2 separate regions of the Scylla paramamosain genome follow, and region 2 is linked to region 1. A link is a contact called in public Hi-C data. All regions are on one chromosome and are shown on one strand. Each heading gives the region's core, a stretch centred on a gene start, on an enhancer-like site or on the middle of the called end of the contact. The rest is flanking DNA. Distances are from core to core; before and after follow the strand shown.

Region 1 (3,521 bases), core at 259-2,758:
TATGAATTCCCTGTGGTTCATAGAGTTTTGTTTAAAGCTTTGAGAGCTGTTCATTGTTTTGAGTAATGCATGAGTTACTTATGAATGACTGCCAATCACCTCTAAGAAATAAACACATCATGCAGCTCACTAAAGTTGACAAGGATATGATCTTTGTAGTATCTAATACTGTCATTTAGGGTGATTCAAATCATAATTAGATAAACTAAAAAAATATACCTGTATTAATTCAACAGACACTCATTTTTGAGATACTGGTCAGTATTAATGAGGCAAGCTGGTATTTTGCCTGTTGATCACATCTTGGCTCAGTAAAACTACCCATCAAATTTAAGATGGATCAAAGTTCCTCTAAATCAGAAGCAGCTGGATTAAAGACAGTACATTTTGTGAATGGAGATAACACATGCATACAAATCAACATACCTGACATCTTCAATAAACTTCTCCAGCTTCTCAAAGACAGGGATATCAGACATTCGGAATAACGTAGGGTCTCCACTACTGTGTCTGATCTCTGCCACAACACTGTCACTGTGGTACTGGTGCTGAAGCATGTCTTCGATGGAATTGTCTATTAATTTCTTTGCTGAAATTTGAAAAAAGTGCACTAATATGAGGAAAAAACAGCATCTTTTCTCTTTTAAAATCTGAATTGCTGATCTTGAATTCATACAAAAAAATTTTCCTCTAAGACAATCATTTTCCTAAATAAACACATTTTTTCAGGTAACTGCTACATCCTGTTTAATGTTTTATATCAGTATGAGTAATCTTCTAGTTAATAATAACAATATATTTTCCTTCATAAACAATTTCCCTAAAACAAGATAATCTGACATTCTGCCACAATAGCAGGAAATTGGCAACTGTACATCACAGGAAATATAGCACACTTTTAAAAATGTAAAACAGAAGTGAAGCCACAAATTCAACATTACACTGCTTATCCAGGATAAACTCACTTTATGCACTGATGTGTTCTGTGATGTTTCAATGAAGATATTACTTATAAAGATTCCTAATATCCTCATTCTTAAAGTATGTATGCAGATGCACATGTTACTCAAACTGCAATTGGTGATGCAGACTTGGGAGTGGCTAATTTGTGGATGTGGATATCAGATACATATCTATTGCAGATTAAATTTTAGGGTAAGACTTTAGATTGTATCAATTTATACAAAAGAAGATGAAAATATAACATAAAATAATAATGAAATGTATGAAGACTCAAAAGAAGAAGGTGTACTGAGATATTTACAGTAAAAAATCCAGTAAATGGGAGGATATCCCTCTCACAACATAGCTCTTCATAATGTACGTCAAGCTACTCACATTTGGGTTTGTGTATAAGAGCATGGGCTGCCAATAGCTTGAGAGAATGAACTTCAAATAAGACAGGATGGAACAGCAACTCTGTGGTGCTTGGACGCTGACTCTGGTCAGGTATTAGGCACTTCTGAATGAAGTCTCTCTGCTGTTCATGTTCCAAGGAATGTATAGTTCTGAGCACCTGAAATAAAAATGGAATAAGTGAAAACCATGTATACATCTACGCATGCACATAGGTGCACACACGCACACGCACATGCACACGTGTGTGCGCACACACACACACACACACACACATACCGCACATGGTAGTAGTTAGCATGCTCGGCTCATAATCAAGAAGGCCCAGGTTTGAGTCCTGGGCACAGCGAGGCAAATGGGCAAGCCTCTTAATGTGTAGCCCTTGTTCACCTAGCAGCAAGTAGGTATGGGATGTAACCTGAGGGTTTGTGAACTCGGTGTCCCGGTGTGTAGTATGTGAATGGTCTCAGTCCTAACTAAAGATCAGTCAGTATGAGCTCTGAGCTCTTTGTGTAGGAGAATGGCTGGCTGGGTAACCAGAAGATGACTGTAAATGAATAACACACAAAATATATAGCTTGGATTTATAGGTAAATGCTTTTTAGGATAATAAAGAGTTCAGTCCCCTAAGGAGAAGGGTCACTTGTGCCTATGCCTTCATTCCTTCCAACAATTCCCTTTTCACACTATAACACTTAAGAACACACCCGATGGCTTCCCTGTCCAGTCACCCACTTTCTTTAGGTCCTTGAGTGCTGCACACAAGCATTCATCTTGTCCTAAGTGCTCCTTTATCATTTCAATTACAAATATCTGATCCACACAATCTTTTCCTTCCCTCACTAGTCAAAAAAATTATCCTTTCCTTACTTTTTAAAATACATAAATGTTAGACAAATACTTGGGACATGTGGGAATGAAAAAAGTATGAATGGCCATACAGGGCATGCCTGACACAGGTAACAAAATCCTCACCTGTTCTTGTGTAACCACATTTCCAGAGTCTCCATTACCAGGAATTTCTAAGGCAGCCATCTCCAGAGCTGCCATTCCAAAGGAATAGATGTCTACAGCTGGTGTGACAGGAGAAGAATCTGAAACAAGCCATCCATGTAACACACAAAAGCAAAATGAAGATTGCATTAATCTATGTAGTGAGATGGCAGTGATGGTCATCTATATCCAAGCCTCAGAATCCTACTTACTTCCATATTCAGGGGCTATGAAATGCATGTTTTTCATGTCATCCCTGCAGGTCTTGACATGTGAATGTATTTGATCCGGCGCCACTGAAAAATAGGATCCATCATCAGTTAACTTCCCTTCCGTGACTTGAGAAGCGCTACCCTCAACTTACAGTGAGCTGGTGGCTGGTCAGTCACACCCTGACTGTTTCACATGAACATTCGCCCAGACTTACCAATGTGGGTGTCCTGCTCCCAACAACCAAGGTGGACTGAGGATGCCAACAGCTCACTGCCCACACATCAGCTGACCCAAATCACACCTACACTCACACCCCTTGGTTAGTCCCCATGTGAGTGTAGCTGTAGCTTGGAGAGCTGATGAAAACAGCCATGCAAAAATGCAAAAGCTGATTGGGGGAAAGGATCCTTCATGGCAGACATTTAAGGGACACAAACATTACTATGACTGTTAACAACTGTTACATCAGTGTATCATGCAGCTCAATCCAGCCAAAACAAGCACAACTCAAACATGTGGTCCCAAATCACGTCACAGCCACGCAGACAAAAACGTCCCAATTGAATTTCGGGCAGCACCAATCTCAAGTCACTATTCTCAAAGAAAAAACAACCTTACTTTCTAGCACCTTAAAGCTACATCAACCGAAAAGTATATGGTAAATTACTTTACCTGAGCCGATCTTGACGAGGCCGTTGTGCTGGATAAATATGGTGTCGGTGGTGAGGTTGCCGTGGATGATAGGGGGGGAGCACGAATGCAAGTAACTGTAACAAATATAATGGTAAATGGTAATGGGCCCCCCCAGGTAGGCTTTTACCGCAGATACCTTAAGTTTGGCCTGGGAGAAGGTCCACACCACCCACTCTGGTCAGACTCACACGACACACCTTGTGGATTTTCATGGTTAATAAGAGCACACCACCTGACCCCGAGTCAGGGAGTGGCTGCCAACAAGA
Region 2 (3,521 bases), core at 396-2,895, 80 kb after region 1:
GATACCTGAGTGACTATAGCCAGCGAATGTATATGGATGGTGTGTGATGCACTTCGGAGTGTTTGTATAAAAGGAAACAAAACTGTGCCTGAGAATCCCCTCTTCAATTACTCTTATTCCTATAAGACAAGGTGTCATGTAGAAACCACGTCTCAGCTACCCTAGGGTGTCAGCCAAGTAAATTATATACATAAATAGACCAAAGATGCTGGAGTAGCCTTCCTAGAGCTCATCAATTCTAAGATTTGAACACTGCTATCAATATTCTGCATATGTTACACAACTCAGTCATTATTATTAGTACAGCTTGGTCTAGTAATGAAATCTTTTTGACTGGCATACCCACAGATCTGCACTACCTTTATATTCATTTGAAATAACTTCTACATGCCTATACATAGGTGAAGAAAAGGTAGCCAACCAGGTGAGTGCTGTCTCACAAATCATAAACAATATGGAAAGACAACAGTTTGTAATTTTATGACAAAATAATTTCATTTCAAGACGAAGCCTACACACATACAAAGTTTTCTTCCAAACTCCAAATAGCTTTATGGCATTGCCAGATGGACCAGCACTTGGACTGTCTGCACACATGGAAATGATCTTTGTGGAGCATGATCAGTACCGCATGATGCCAGCTCCCCTCATCACCACCAACCACCACCACCACCACCCCGTGTTACTTGGCCTATCTTCACATTTCGCCAAATCAATACTTGGCAACCTTACTTAACGTGACCAATGACTGCCCTCAACACATCCCTGACCATTACATCCTCCCAGGCCCAACACACACAGTCCCAGGCTGCCCCTCATACAACCCCCTCGCAGGACCACGGGGACACGGCTGTGGGACGCCCGTAACCACGCCCACTGCCGCCCTACACAGACATTTCCCGAGACACGAGACACCGCCACACGTAAACCTTAACGGAATGTCTATTTATAAAGGTGTCTGGAGCCGGGAATGAGAGAAAGGAGCATGAGGGAAAGACAAGACATCACACAGTATTGGATCACCTGCCGTTCCCATCCCAATACCTGCCAAAGGTCACCTGATCTCAAATCCTAATATTTTGTACGGTCTGATCGAGTGCCAATAGCAGTTTCTGTCCCGCTGGTAATGTGTGGTGGGGTGCAATGACTAGGGGCGTGAGGGAGGCAAGGAAATGTCCAGGGAGGAGGATGGTTGGCCGCCCTGGGATGCGTCATGCCTAAGGGGGGAGAGGGGACCAGGGGGATGGACACACGGACTCACATTACCAGGACTCCCACCTAGCCCATGTACAGCATAGCCCTGCCACGTCCACGACAACATGCCCAGTAGACCACAACACCCCAATACCCTGCAGCAACATACACAACACCCAGAACAACCCCAGCACCTTACCTCCTGCCGCCGCTTGGACCATCTTCCACAAGGACTCTCCTCTAATATTTCACTTTCATCCTCACTGTCCTCGCCACTTTCTCGAGGCGATTTAGCTTCGGTCTCATTGCCGCCATTCTTACTCCCCGTCATAATGAACTGGGGGGCTTCTTTTCAAGTTTTATGTGGGGAACGGATAATAACCCGCGGCGCACTCAACACGTACTATACATCCTCCCTTGGTCTCGGTCAATCAAACACTGAGGTGGTGGATTGCTGTCTGCCGTCCACTGCTGTCTGGGGTTGCCACTTCTCGCTATATGATCTGCTTTTATTCCTTCCTCTTATAAGAAAGCAACCTTTAAAATCAATCTTTTAACATATTAGAGTAATTGTATATACATGTGTGACTATAATGTAGTTTTACATACATTCGATATTCGATACTTTTGTTATTTAGGGAATCATTTCAAACTAATAGAAAACTTGCCTTCAGCTTCTTTATTTTCTATATATTATTTACCCAGACTGCTGTGACTGCTATATGGTAAATAATGAGGTATGTTAGTGTCGTTAGCAACATATTTGTGAGGGTACTTTTATTATACTTGAAATATAAATGCAGTTTACTTTTACGAGGCATCTACTATGAATTGTGACAACATACGTATTACACTGCGTAGCCAAAAAATTATTAAGCTTAGATCAAGAACGTGCAATCAACAATGTGTCTGCGCAGCGTAATCATATCTGCTTTATCAAATAGAGTTTTGTATAAGCAAAAATAACTGCTGCATTGATGCGCCATATTTTCCTTACTCGTGATATGGCTAAATAACACGTAAATAAATAATTAAATAAATACTAGAAATTATAGGTACAAACCATTTTTTTTTTTTGTAGGCTAATATGTGTGTGTGTGTGTGTGTGTGTGTGTACTCTTGTCTCCTATTTATTTATATTTTCAAAAATCTCTCTCTCTCTCTCTCTCTCTCTCTCTCTCTCTCTCTCTCTCAAGTTAGATGTGAAATAAATAAATAAATAAAAATAAGCCAACACAACGAGCAGCTCAGAGCGAATCAAGCTATGCGTTGCAGCGGCGTTCGTCTCCGTCTCTTGACCTTGGAGCACGTGGCGGTGGATCGTGACAGGCCCTAGTGTGATGTAACATTCATACTACTATAGTTTGCCTTTCCCAGCTTTCTTCAGATATTTAATCATCGATGAGTTGGAAGTTACATGTTAGCCAAGTACTGCTATAGAAATTTACATTTGAACTACGGAGGCTCATGAATTTCGTGTGTGTGTGTGTGTGTGTGTGTGTGTGTGTGCGTGTGTGAATTATTCACTATTTTTTTTTTCTATATTATTATAGTTTACTTACGTATTCGTTTACCTAGTAGTTTTCATTAATTTATTTTTTTGTTGTATTCATTGACTTGTTTAATTGTTTGTTTGTTACTAACGTATTTTTGTTATTTCCTATTATATTTATTTGTTTTATTTATTCATTTGCACTCGTTTACAAGAAAAAGGATAAAAGATAACCTGCTGGTGATCATTGGTATGCCGTGCAGTAGTCACCGTCTGATGCAGATGTCTACGTCGAGTAAGGTTCGATTCCCGCATGTCGCTTCCCTCTTAACGCTTTTAACCCTTTAGATCAATTCGCCATTGCTTTAAAACACGAACCATTGAACAGTTCTGCAGCGGTGGAGATGCCAAGTGAGATAATGAATAAAAAAAAAAAAAAATGCTCTACGAGGGATTCGACCCTATTCATCTGGGTGGAACAAGGAAAAGAAAAAATGGAGCTCTAGAAGGGGAAACTTACAACGATGTGTACATTACCTACAATACTTGGATCTCAATAGGCTAGAAATCTTGCAATAAGGGAACAGACAAGATTGGCTGGACTTTATGTGGGCCATAATTATTTTTGTTATTCGATTATGATATAACTGATGAAATGTCCGTCACACAGTGTTCTGCCAAGCAGCCAGGGGCTTGCTCACCGCGGATGCTCCCTATCATGGTTTCTTAAATCCAGATAATTTCATTGTTTCAGATCATAGGTCATTACATAAAATGTCTTGTGGCTTTCTCTGTTTAGTTACAAAATCACCTGCTCTCGTTCACTTGTAGATCC

What was found. A called contact is a pair of places that touch in the nucleus more often than the background predicts.
Region 2: a Hi-C map of testis shows a contact between it and region 1, with 3 times the contacts expected there. The contact joins the promoter of LOC135103042 here to the enhancer-like site in region 1. A contact is called at or near these places in 2 of 2 Hi-C or Micro-C datasets (muscle and testis).

The regions. Positions count from the first base shown.
Region 1 is chr8:26,107,038-26,110,558 of ASM3559412v1, forward strand. LOC135103042 (nuclear receptor-binding protein homolog) reads right to left here. Exons shown (of 12, transcript XM_064008938.1): 5 at 3,235-3,329; 6 at 2,562-2,645; 7 at 2,332-2,450; 8 at 1,339-1,516; 9 at 427-589. Among protein-coding and RNA genes, the nearest start is that of LOC135103041, 11 kb to the left of the region's middle. Within about 2 kb of position 1,509, the one cell type or tissue checked has an H3K27ac peak away from gene starts, as active enhancers do.
Region 2 is chr8:26,186,582-26,190,102 of ASM3559412v1, forward strand. LOC135103042 (nuclear receptor-binding protein homolog) reads right to left here and starts at 1,646. Exons shown (of 12, transcript XM_064008938.1): 1 at 1,394-1,646. The coding sequence starts at 1,525.